Linked DNA regions of Sus scrofa: regions 1 and 2 are each linked to region 3. A link is a contact called in public Hi-C data. All regions are on one chromosome and are shown on one strand. Each heading gives the region's core, a stretch centred on a gene start, on an enhancer-like site or on the middle of the called end of the contact. The rest is flanking DNA. Distances are from core to core; before and after follow the strand shown.

Region 1 (3,856 bases), core at 1,094-3,593, 160 kb before region 3:
GCATGGGCTTTTCCCCACTAGTCAATTTCTAGTTTTGTGTTCTTTCATGGATATTTTAAGTTTTCTGTGCAAAACTTAAAGAGTGTAGCAGAGTCTTTCTGAATACCATTTCTGCTCAAGAATCCTTCTGGTTATGTCAGTGAATGATAAGGACCTTTTTTTTTTTTCTTTTCTCCTTCCTTCTTTCCTCTCCTTCCTTTCTGCTTCCTTCCTTCCTTCTTTTCTAGGGCCATACCTGCTGCGCATGGAGGTTCCTAGGCTAGGGGTCAAATTGGAGCTACAGCTGCCAGCCTACACCACAGCCACAGCAATGCCAGATCCAAGCCGCATCTGCAACCTACACTGCAGCTTGTGGCAACACCAGATCCTTAACCCAATGAGCAAGGCCAGGATAGAACCTGTGCCCTCATGGATACTAGTCGGGTTCTTAACCAACTTATCGCGTTCTTATCACAACAGGAACTTCAATGATGAGGATCACCTTCAATCTGCACACCTGCCAGACTACACTCATAGCAGTAAAAATAAAGCTCCCTATTTTCTTAATAATCAAAAATGGTCTCCTCTAAATGTGGAAAAGAGAGCCCAGATGAAAGGTTTAATTACTCCTGGTGGACTTCAGCTGCTGATTTCAAATGGAATTATTCCCTCGTGTGGCCAGAATAAGATCCTGTGAAGGTCACCTCCTCCAAGCCCAGGCTCTTTGAGGGGAGGCTACTTTGCAAAGGTGTCCTCCTCACTTGTGAACTTGGGCCCACAAATGACCCTATTCCTGCTTTCCAAAGTCATCTAAACAAATCTTTCCCCAAGCACCCCTTCCTTTCACCGTTTTTCTGAAGGTGGTGCACAGATTACCTGGGTCAGAATCACCTGGGTACAGTTGAGTCCTGGATCCCCACATGGACCTGAACTGACGCTGGAGTGGAGCACTAGCTTTTTACATTACCCAGACGGTCCATACTTTATCAATGAAATATTCTTTTTCATCAAAAAAAAAAAAAAAAAGGTCTTCAGTAAAATCTCCCTTGTCTTATAGTAAAACAACTTTTTTAAACTTAGTGGTTGATAAAATTGCTGAGTCAGACAGTGATTCACATGCAACCCCTGACAGCCCTCCTCTGGTGCTCCACCTTGGGCTTTTAGGCATTACTGTGTACAATTTAGCCAATACACCTGACTATACTGTCATCCATTCCACATTTCCTCATGTTGTTTAAAACATTACTGTAAATATTTCACGGGGATTCTGAAATTACAGCATCTATGGAATTCCCCAATATATTAGCTAGTGTAGCACAAAGAGTTTGGCTGGTCACGATTCTCTATCTTGATGATTCAAACTCTCTACTTTAATCTAAAAATTTAAACAACCAGGTTTCACTTGTTTTAAAGTACTTGCAGATAGGAGACAATATTAGGAAGAAGGATGCACTTTCACAGTCCTGAAACTTAGGATATTAAACATTCTGTTCAACTTGAATTAGGCAGTTAGGATATGCATCCTGATAATGTAAATGCCCTGGCAGAAGAGTGAGATGACTGACATCTTTATTGGGAGATATGTGCACAAAAATTATTTCCTCCGGGTGGGGCATCTGTATAAACATTTGTCAATATCCTTTCCCCTGTATTTTAGGTCTCAGGTAGAAAGGCCTTTGAAAAACAGAAATCAAGGAACCTCCATCAAGAGGCAAAAATCAGGTCTGAGAGAGGCGATGAGGGTAGAGTACTGGTTTAAAAATCCCGAAATCCTTAGTCCTCAGAATAGAAATTTAGCCCTTGAACAAGGCTGGTATTGCTTATTCGCACTAGACTGCCTTTCTTCTAATTAGCTCAAGAGAAAGCGACACTCTACCGGCTTTCCAAGAGAGCTCCTGCAGTCCGGTGATATTTGCACATCACACCTGGGCCTTTCGCTTACAAATCCACCTCCTTAAGGAGCCCTGTGAAAAAGCGAGAACAATCAATAAGAAAAAATCCTCCCAGCTATAAATCAGCCACGTGGAGCTGCGGCAGCTGCAACCCCGACTTCCTGGTTTGTATCCTGCAGGCACCGGGCCGGAGGGCAGGCGTTAAGGACAGAGTTATAGCCCCAAACGGCACTAAAAGTTGGGGAGCCCGGCAGCCTCAGGGGCTGAGCGCTGGGGGCCGAGGCTGGGCACAGTCCTGGGGGGGGCATGTAAGTTAGTCGCAAGACAGCAGAACCTGCAGGGGTAGTGGACAGCGGCGGAGAAGGGCTGCGGCCCCGGTCGGGGGCGGCTCGGGGGAGGGGCGGGGGCCGGCGGGGCGGGGGCGGGGCGGGGCCGGACGGGGGCGGGGCGGCCCCCCGAGGGGAGTTCCGGATCGGCGGCGGGAAGGGCGGCCGCCGGGCGGCGGGGGCGGGAGGAGGCGGCTAGCGCGGAGGGGGAAGGAGGGAGGAGAGCAGCGGCGGCGGCTGCGCCGGGCTGTGCGCCTCTCGCCGCCTGAGGAAGATGAGGCTGAAGATCGGGCTCCTCTTACGCAGTTTGCTGGTGGTGGGCAGCTTCCTGGGGCTGGTAGTTCTCTGGTCCTCTCTGTCCCCGCGGCCGGACGAGCCGAGCCCGTTGAGCAGGATGAGGGTGAGTGACCCGCCCGCCCCCTCCGGCGGCTGCGACCTGCAACTTGTTTTGTTCGCGCGCGTGGCGGGAGCAGGGGCGGCGGGTCGGGCGCGGGCTCCGCAGGTGGCGCGGCGGGTGGGGGCTCGAGCCCTCGTCCAGCGCCGCCCCCGCGCTGCGGCGGAGGCTCGGGGGCCGTCCTCTGCGCCGGGACCGCGGGTGCGGGGGAGCTGGGCTGCCCAGCTCCGACTAGCGAGGGCCGGACCGCGGCGGCGGCCGGGGACGCGGGGCTGGTCCAGGATGCGGCCTGTGGCGCGCGCAGGCCTGACGGAGGCGAGGGGCCGCAGCCGGTGTGGACCAGGCCCCTGCGTCTGGCCGCCCCCGCCCCACCGCCTGGTCCTCGGCGCCCCCAGCCGCCCACCCCGGTGGGAGTGCGCGGCCCCGCCCCCGGGAGAGCGCCGCCCCCTCGGCTCCGGCGCGGGGACGGGAGATGCGCGGTCGAGGCCTCGCGCGGACCGGCCTCCCTCCCGCCTCTCGGTTGCCGCCCTCGCCCGCCCGCGCGCGGCCCCTCGGCCCCGGAGCCCCCTCCCGGTCGCCCCGTCCCCGGTCGCCCCGTCGGGACGGAGCCCGCCCCTCCCCTCCCCGGGCTGAGGTCGGGCCCAAGGGGCCGCCAAACTAACTTGTGCGGGTGCCGTCAGCGCCCAGGGTTCCTCAAGACGCGCTGTCCGCCGTCCGCACTTCCCATCGGTAGGCGACGCTGGGGACCGGAGCCCGGACTGCAGCTCCGGGGACTCGGCCGCGCCCCCCACCCGACCCGCGGCGCGTTGTGGCCGCGCGCCTGCCTTCCAGCGGACGCGGGGGCCCGGCGGGGGGCGGCGAGCGGCCGGGGGCGGCGAGCGGCCGGGCTCCGCGCCTTCTGCGTGCAGCATCCGCATTGCATCCGTGGGTCGCCTTTATTAACTTTCCTTCTGGAAAGTTAGCGTCGGGAAGTTGAGTGAGAAAGGCGTCCTTTCAGCACGAAGAATCCTGAAGAGATTTCCTTATGAGTTCCTACCTGTGTGAGGAGGTTAGATAGAAGTTTTACCGAGTACTTGAAATCTTCACGGCAGTGGACTCTTGTGTTTATCGCGTCTGGGTTGGGTTCCCTGTAAGTCCTCCAATCTAACGATAATAAAAAGTACCCAGTTTTACTTCTGACTGTTTCTGTGGTTTTAAGCCCCTCAGCCTTCATGGAGGCATGGTGACTTCTTTATGATTTTGGTTTCACAGTGACTTACTGACGA
Region 2 (3,676 bases), core at 61-2,560, 220 kb after region 3:
AAGGCGCTGTTGATGCTCTGAGTCCTGCGCCGCTCCTTGCGGTTGGCTGTGCCCCGGCGCTTCACCGGGCGCGGCCCCCCCAGGCCCGGGGGCCCGGCGCCCGGCGGCACCCCCCCGTAATGGGAGTGGTCCAGGCTGGCGGCACCGCTGGCGTACTCCGGACTGTAGGACAGGGCCATGCTGTAGTCGGGGGGCGACATCTCGGGGTGGCCGATGAGCCAGCCGTGGAAGTAGGGGTTCTCCTCGTGGCTGCAGCGGCTGGCGGCCGCGGCGGCCGCAGCGGCCGCGGCCGCGGCGAACGGATAGCCCTCATGGTGCACCACCGGGTGGTGAGGGAAGCCCCCAACCAGACTCATTTCGCCCTCCGCGCCCCAGCGTGCGCGCAGCCCCGCCGCGCCCCCAGCCCGGGCCCCTGCTTCGGCGCTCGGCGTCCTCCCCCACCCCCCACCCCCAGCCCCCCGGTGCCCGGGCCGGCCCCGCAGCCGCAGAGGGGGCTGCTGCAGCCCGGGCCCCGGCCACCCGCCTGGCCCGCGGGGCCCGCCTCAGCAGCGCCGCGGCCGCCGGCTCCCCATAGGGCGCGGCGAGCTGGTCCCGGCACCGTGCGCCCCTGGCCGCCGCCGCCTCCGGTTCCCGCCTTGTTCCACGGCCCGCGCGCGGGGTCCTGCTTCCCGGGCTGCTGCGGGCAGGCACAGTCCTCTCGTGCTCATGCAAAGGCGTCCCGGCTCCCGCGGGGCTGCTCGGCCGAGTCGCCGGGCTCCGCGCCCCGGCCGCGCTCCTGGCGCCGCGGCTCCTCCGAATCCCGGGAAGAGTCCGAGCCGCGGCTGGAGGAGCCGGCCCGGCTCTGCGGGGAGGCGGCGGGGTCGACCGCTCACTGTGAAGCTACCTCCATGCGACCCTCCCCTTCCCGCCCCTTCCCCTCCCCCAACCAGCCTGATCTGGGTTCTTGGGCGCTTATTGTTTTAATGAAATTTTTGGTTGTTGTTGTTTTGGTCCTGGAATGTGACTTTAGCAGCGAGTAACGTGTTCCGCTCTCCTCTCGTGCTCCCTCGGAGGGTTTTCAGAGAGGTCTCAGTGCATCCATTTTCTCAGAGCCTCTCCTTTCGGGGGAAGGATCTGAGCCCTGCAGGCGCCCTGGAGCGCGAAGGCGGCGGCTGGGGCTTGGAGGGCTGTTGCGCAGCGGCCGTGGGGGCTCCTGGGTGACGGCGGCGGCGGCTGTTCTCCGGGACTGGACGCCGTGAGGGGAGCAAGCGGATTTTCCCAGCAAGATCTCCATGTACAGCTACATCTTTAGGGCCGCTCGGGTTAATATATGTCGTCAGAGGCTCCTCACGCCAATCCCGGGGCGGCGGGGGCGGCGCCTCGCGCTCTCCGCAATAAAACTTTTTGATGTTCTCGTTGCTAATTGCCGAGGTCCTCTTTCAGGATTGGCTGCCCCTTCATAACCATAAGATAATTAAAACGAGGGGGGGGCAGGGTTAAAAAAAAAACTTTTTTATCAGCCAGAGGTTAATGCAAGTGTTTAACAGATGCTTCACTATTAAAATATTTTCCCCTAAGTCTCAAATATTGAAGAATCTCAAATCAGGTACAGTATCACTCCGCTTTCTTTACTGGTTTGAAGGGGGGTGGGGAAAGAAGGCAGATATTGCTTTTCGAAGTGTTCTGTAGGTAACCTAGGCAAGAAAACCAGCAGGCAGCGGGCGCAGTGGGAGCAGAGGCGGCGGGCGGCTGCGCCCCCACAAAGGCGCGTCTCTGGCCGAGGCTGGCGGCGGGGCGCCGCGGGCAAAGCTGAGGCTTTGACCTGGGCGCACGCTGGAAATGCCCGCCTCATCGTCGCTGGATATACCCACCACGTTACCCAGGCTGGGGCCATCTGGGCAGGTGGTGATATTGTGGCTGTTTTTGGAGATCGTGGCTGAGACCCCGGGACTAACGGTCACGCCAGTTGTAAATGCTCTTATTTCCATGTTCTTCAGGGACACCAGCCTCGGCGAAGACCTTGGGCGACTTCAAAGCGCAGGCACCTCGATTCCCCGAATCTATGTTGTGTGGCGGGTATCGGTGTTCCCCTGGTTTAACTAGCCTGTTTGGTAAGTAACTGAATATTTTTTACAGCGTGTTCAGAGCTTATTTTCCAGTTTTTATGAACAAACATATAAATATATCTCTGCATTCCTGCCTCTCCCATAAAAGCGGGCATCTGTGGAAAGCAGGTTTAGTTATCGGAGGGGAACCATTAAACACCAGTTTAAGAGGCAGGCCGGGAGGACGGCTCGTGGATGTTTAGACTGCTGGCCTTCGTGATCTTGAACGCATTATAACGGAAAATGGATCTCTACTTGTAAGTCACCCGGCCGCAGGGCACCGGGGCCGCGGCGCCCGAGTGGCTGTGGCCTGAGCTCCTAGAGAAAGCTTGCAAGAGGTAGGGGTGGGGCGTGGGGGTGGCCGGTGTCAGGAGCTTGAAATGATCCCCAAGGCTTGGCTAGAAGCCCTGAGGGGAGGCCGCTGTGAAGCTGAGGATTCTGCCGGATGGGTCTGTGTGGAAAAGAGTGTCCCACGCGGAGTGCGCCAAAGACTGGGATGGTGGGGGGGGGCGGCGGCAGGGGACTCCTCGCTGGGCCTGGCCTGGGACGCCCAGGGGAGACCAACTCCTCCGCCTTGGGGGTCCATTCTGGAAGGCAGGCGGAATCAGGGCCCAGGCAGCAGAGATGCAGAGGGTGTCCCATTCCAAGGATTCGATGAGGGAGGGTCTTTTCCTTGCCTGCTTTTTTTTTTTTTTTTCCCCTGGGGGTAGGGTTTGGGAGTGGAAGGCAAGGTCAGCATGAATAGAGAGTAGGGTTGGGAGGGTAACCCAACTTCTGTGCTGTCAGGGACTCTGGTGGTTGCCAGCCACTAATCCCAAAGCCCTGGGTAGCAGCGGTGAGAACGTGGTTTAGGTTTTAGGTGGCTGGGCTTCAAGGAGAGGAAAGGGAACTCAGGCAGAGTGGCAGAAACCCAGGCTGGGAACTCCTGAGGGCCCATTCTGTCCCTGCAGCAAAGGGTCAGTGTTCCCTGTGCCCCCAGCAGAGAACAGAGGTGGGAAGTAGGTGAAACCAGATTTGTTGGTAAGTGCCTTTTGGGCTCAGAACAAAATAGCCATCTAGAGCTTCAAACACCCACCTTGGGTAGGTCTACAGTTTTGAGCACAAGGAGAGTCTATTAAAGACCTTGTTCTTCAAGGAAAAAATATAGGTAGTGTGGTCAGGGTTGTGTTTACATGTTCGCTGGGGAGGCAGGCATGTGTAAATACTGGTAGTTCAATCCTCTGACATTTGATACATTAAAAAAAATCTGTTTATAAAAACACATCTAGGCCTTGGGAGCAGGCAGACAAAATAAGATGGTTGCACCCTGTCTGGGAACAGATAAAAATGCTGGAACAGTAGTTGTAGGCTGCTTTCAGAACAGAGAGGGGTTAGAGAATCTAAAGGAGGATGAAGAGACCAGGCAGAGGGCTGAGCCAAGGACCCAATGCTGTGTCCACTAGAGGCTAGTGGCCTCAAAGTCCCCAGGACATGCTACTTTCCACCTTTCTCATGCTATTTTAATTGAAACAAACAAACAAAATGGATGAACCACTTCATGGTCCCCAAGAACCTGGAAGTGATAAAATAGATGGACAACAAGGGACAGAAAA
Region 3 (4,089 bases), core at 1,023-3,522:
GCCAGATCCAAGTCTCATCTGCAACCTATGCCACAGCTTGCAGCAACACTGGATCCTTAACCCTCTGAGCAAGGCCAGGGATCAAACCTGCATCCTCATGGATACTAGTTGGATTCTTAATCCCCCAGCCACAATGGGAACTCCCCTAGATTGCTTTTTAATAAATAAAAACTTACAAATAGAAACCACTTTTTAACCATTCCCAGATACTATCCATTGGCCTCTCTCCTAAAAGATGACCATCATCTTGAAGTTGGAGCATATCCATCCTGTCCATGTGTTCTCATTTCTACTATTTAAGAAAATATATCCATAAACAGTAGATAGTATTATTCTGCATTTTAATATTTTAAACCAGCAATATCTAATACAATGTGAGCCATATGTGTAGTTTTAAATGTTGTAACAGCTACATTTTGAAAAATAGAAACAGGTAAAATTTATTTTAATGTTATGTTTTATTTAACCCAGGATAGCCATTTTTAATCATTTGAACATGTAAGCAATATAAAAATTATAAGCTATTCAATATTCTTTTTTATTTTTTTTTTGGTCTTTTCTAGGGCCGCACTTGCGGCATATAGAGGTTCCCAGGCTAGGGGTCGAATCAGAGCTGTAGCCACCGGCCTATGCCAGAGCCACAGCAATATCAGATCTGAGCTAAGTTTGACCTACACCACAACCCACTGAGCAAGGCCAGGGATCAAACTCACAACTTCATGGTTCCTAGTGGGATTCATTAACCACTGCACCTCCACCGGAACTCCATCAATATACTTTTTTTAAAAAAACTTATGGTACTAAGTCTTTGAAATCCTGCTTCTAGTTTTCACTTACCACACATCTCAGTTGAGATGCTAAATTCAGATTTCACAAAATTTTTAAGAAAAAAAAGATTCTTATCCAAGTTGTTCCTATTTAATAATTCTCTGATTACTGAAATCAGTATTAAATATTTAAATGAGGTAAAATTAACAATTCAGTTTTTCATTCACAAAAAACACAAGTGCTCAATATACACATAAGGCAAGCGGACACCCTACTGGACAGTGCAGCTGGAAAAGCTAACACCACTCAGTATCTTTCTTTTACCCACTCCATTTATTTATTTTTTCTTCCTTTCTTTACCCTAGGACAGAAGTGCACAGATGGACTGGATGGCTTTGAATTTCAGTGCAGATGACACTTTACATTTTAAATAACCATCTATAAATAAGTTCACTCCGTAAATATAAAAGAACTTTCAAAAAACCTAATCGCTTTCTATTTTTGTTTAAACAATGTAATTGTTAAACAGGATATACATACTGACAAATAATGAAGCGGTGCAACCAGCAAAGGTGCAGCTTTCGTACCAGCCTCTCCCATCCCTCCACCCCGACCTCCACAGACACGCGTCCACACGCACGCATACACACGCGTGCTCACGGAAGATGCGGCCCCTCCCACCCCATGCCCTTGGGGCAGGGCGAGTGCCGGCAGCCTCAGGAACGGTTAGACCAGCTCCCGGTTCCCCGGAAAAGAAAGCTGCCCCGTTAAGTCCACACGTCAGCAGCTCCACCTCTGGAGGCAGCGGACAGAGTGCACGTCCCTCGCAGGGACAATGCGAGGATTTGGCAGCGGCCTCTAGCCAGGCATTAGCGATGCGGCCGAGCGCGCGGAGAGGCGGGGTCACGGGGGTCGGGACCAGCGTTCCCCACCTCAGGCAGGCGCCCTAATGGACAATTTGGGGCGTCAGTTGGTGGAGATGCCCTCCAGATCCCTTGGTGTTAGCTGCGGGACCTGGAGGGCCCGGAAAACGCCAGGGCGCCCATCTTCCTTGGTTTGGGTTTCCCACAAAAACGGTATCACGGCAAAAACTTTTACCAGTGATACGAAAACGGCCCCAAAACTTTTTCCCACAGGCTCACTTCCCTCCCCTCCCACCCACGGCCCCTACGTTTTGTGCTACGCCTCCGGAGTTGAGTGACCTCTTCCTCTAGAATGCCAGCTCTGCAAAATCCTGGGAGCTAAACACAGCCTAACTTCCCGGGACAGACCAGAAGCCAGAAAACACAGCAACCCCCAACCACAAGTCCTTGTTTTCCCTGTGCTTTACACACAAAAAAGCCGGCCCGCCTCCGCGCGATGTATGCTGGGGTGAGTAGTCTCCCTAAACCGCGAAGCACTGGGTCATATTGGAGCTCGGGTTAACTCCCGGAAGGGGAACTACAATTCCCGTGGTGCCCTGCGGCAGAGTGGACGGGTTCGGGCTGGGCGAGGGCACAAAGCGCTTGCGCAAGTCGAGGACTGAAGAGAGGCGGAGGCGGAGGCGCCACGGTCCAACTGCTGAGGAGTCTCCATGTGACAGAGAGGGGTGTCCTAGCTCCAAACGACGCCCGACCGCGGTTCCCAACCACACACCTTGTGCCCTGTCCCGGCGCCAGCAGACAGCGGCAGGCCAGGGACCTCTGGTTTTGGGCGGAGGGCTCGGGCTCAGAGTGAATAGCTGCCGCCGCGCAGGTGTCTGAGGGACCGCTGAGACCCCGGCGTCTCCCGAGAGGCAAGCAGCGCGGCGAGCTGGGGCTTCTGTCAGCGCGGCGCCGCCAGCTCGGGGACATGAACGGCTTCACGCCAGAGGACATAAGCCGCGGCGGGGACGCAGCCGCTGCGGTGGCTGCCGTGGTCGCGGCCGCCGCCGCGGCCGCCGCCTCTGCAGGGAACGGGGCCGGAGCGGGCTCTGGAGCTGAGGTGCCCGGCGCCGGGGCGGTTTCGGTTGCGGGGCCCCCGGGGGCGGCCGGGCCGGGCCCCGGGCAGCTGTGTTGTTTGCGGGAGGACGGCGAGCGGTGCAGCCGGGCGGCGGGCAACGCCAGCTTCAGCAAGAGGATCCAGAAGAGCATCTCTCAGAAGAAGGTGAAGATCGAGCTGGATAAGAGCGTAAGTGGCGGCGGGACGGCCTGGCCTGGCTTGCCCTGCCCACCCTCTGGGCTCTCGGGAGCGGAGCCGACGCCAGGCGGGTAGGGGTGCAGGGGCCCAGAAGGGCGCAGCGCGAGCCGGTTCCGGGATCCTTAGTAGGAAGCAAACAACAAAGTGCTTCAGCCGGGACGGCAGCCCGAGCGGCACACTTGCGCGGCGGACCCGCTCCCCTCCTCCCCCGCCGAGGTAGGGGAGCGGAACAAAGAGGGCAGCTGCGCTGAGGCCCAGAGTAGTTTTCCCATAGCCCGGTAGCTCCTTCTGGAACCAGGTGTCTTTGTTCGGCTGCCCGAACTGGCGGCTGGCCCCGGGGAGTAGCTCCCGGTCTAGGGAAAGTGGAGTCCTGCCAGGACTGACGCCGCGGGCGAGGAGATCCAGTTCCTCGTCCCCCGCGCCGGGAGCCGGGCGCTCAGTGTCAGCATCTAGGGCCGCTGCTATCGACATGCGGAGCACGCAGCCTCCGCGGTTTTACCCTCGGTTTGGCAGCCATCAGGGTTTCTTTTTTCGTCCTTGTGCGGATCTGTTCTTTTGACCACCTATGAGGTTTTTATAAACAACCATTTCCACTTTTCGGAGCTTGAGCCGGCAGTATAAATAACAAGACGTCAGAACTAGCACACGTCCTGCATATTTTTAACTTGCACTTAGCTCAGAGGTTAATTTGAAAGCCTATTAGTTCTGCTTTCAATTATTTTTTTAAGGAGTAACTGTTAATGTACGACACCCAGTATTTCAGATGTTACTATACAGCTCTCAGGACAATGTAATAAAGTCTTTTTTGAAAAGTTTATTTGGGATATTTTCTGCGTGTTCTAACAGTTCCTTAGTCGTGTTCATGAGAACCTTTTCAGGTATACTTGTGTAATTTCACATTGCTTTGGTTGGAAAAACGTATCACAGACAAGTGCATTTACTTAATACTCAGAAAAATTTATGATTTAAATTTATCTAGAAAAAAATAAATTTATCTAGGGTATGAAATCAGTAGCTTATTTGTAAAAATGTGTAGTTTGTATCTGGATGATAATGTATTAAATTAGAAAAATTAGGAAGCATAGTTACGGTATTAACGATTTTTAAGTAGAGAAATATTATCAAATAGCAACATTGTGAACAATATCAATTTTCCATTGTTAA

Evidence for each region. Hi-C and Micro-C count contacts between places; a contact is called where the count stands out from the background.
Region 1: a contact with region 3 is called in a Hi-C map of subcutaneous adipose tissue, with 1.7 times the contacts expected there. The contact joins the promoter of GALNT7 here to the promoter of SAP30 in region 3. A contact is called at or near these places in 2 of 47 Hi-C or Micro-C datasets (heart right ventricle and subcutaneous adipose tissue) and 1 of 2 datasets of contacts at active chromatin or transcription factors (alveolar macrophages).
Region 2: a Hi-C map of omental adipose tissue shows a contact between it and region 3, with 2.0 times the contacts expected there. The contact joins the promoter of LOC100517194 here to the promoter of SAP30 in region 3. A contact is called at or near these places in 2 of 47 Hi-C or Micro-C datasets (embryonic fibroblasts and omental adipose tissue).

Annotation. Positions count from the first base shown.
Region 1 is chr14:16,836,494-16,840,349 of Sscrofa11.1, reverse strand. It overlaps GALNT7 (N-acetylgalactosaminyltransferase 7), which reads left to right and starts at 2,343. Exons shown (of 12, transcript XM_021072438.1): 1 at 2,343-2,597. The coding sequence starts at 2,472.
Region 2 is chr14:16,456,850-16,460,525 of Sscrofa11.1, reverse strand. It overlaps LOC100517194, which reads left to right and starts at 1,310. Exons shown (of 6, transcript XM_021073071.1): 1 at 1,310-1,356; 2 at 1,622-1,881; 3 at 1,977-2,090. The coding sequence starts at 1,310. It overlaps HAND2 (heart- and neural crest derivatives-expressed protein 2), which reads right to left and starts at 437. Exons shown (of 2, transcript XM_013982698.2): 1 at 1-437. The coding sequence starts at 356.
Region 3 is chr14:16,680,133-16,684,221 of Sscrofa11.1, reverse strand. SAP30 (histone deacetylase complex subunit SAP30) reads left to right here and starts at 2,272. Exons shown (of 7, transcript XR_002338366.1): 1 at 2,272-2,916.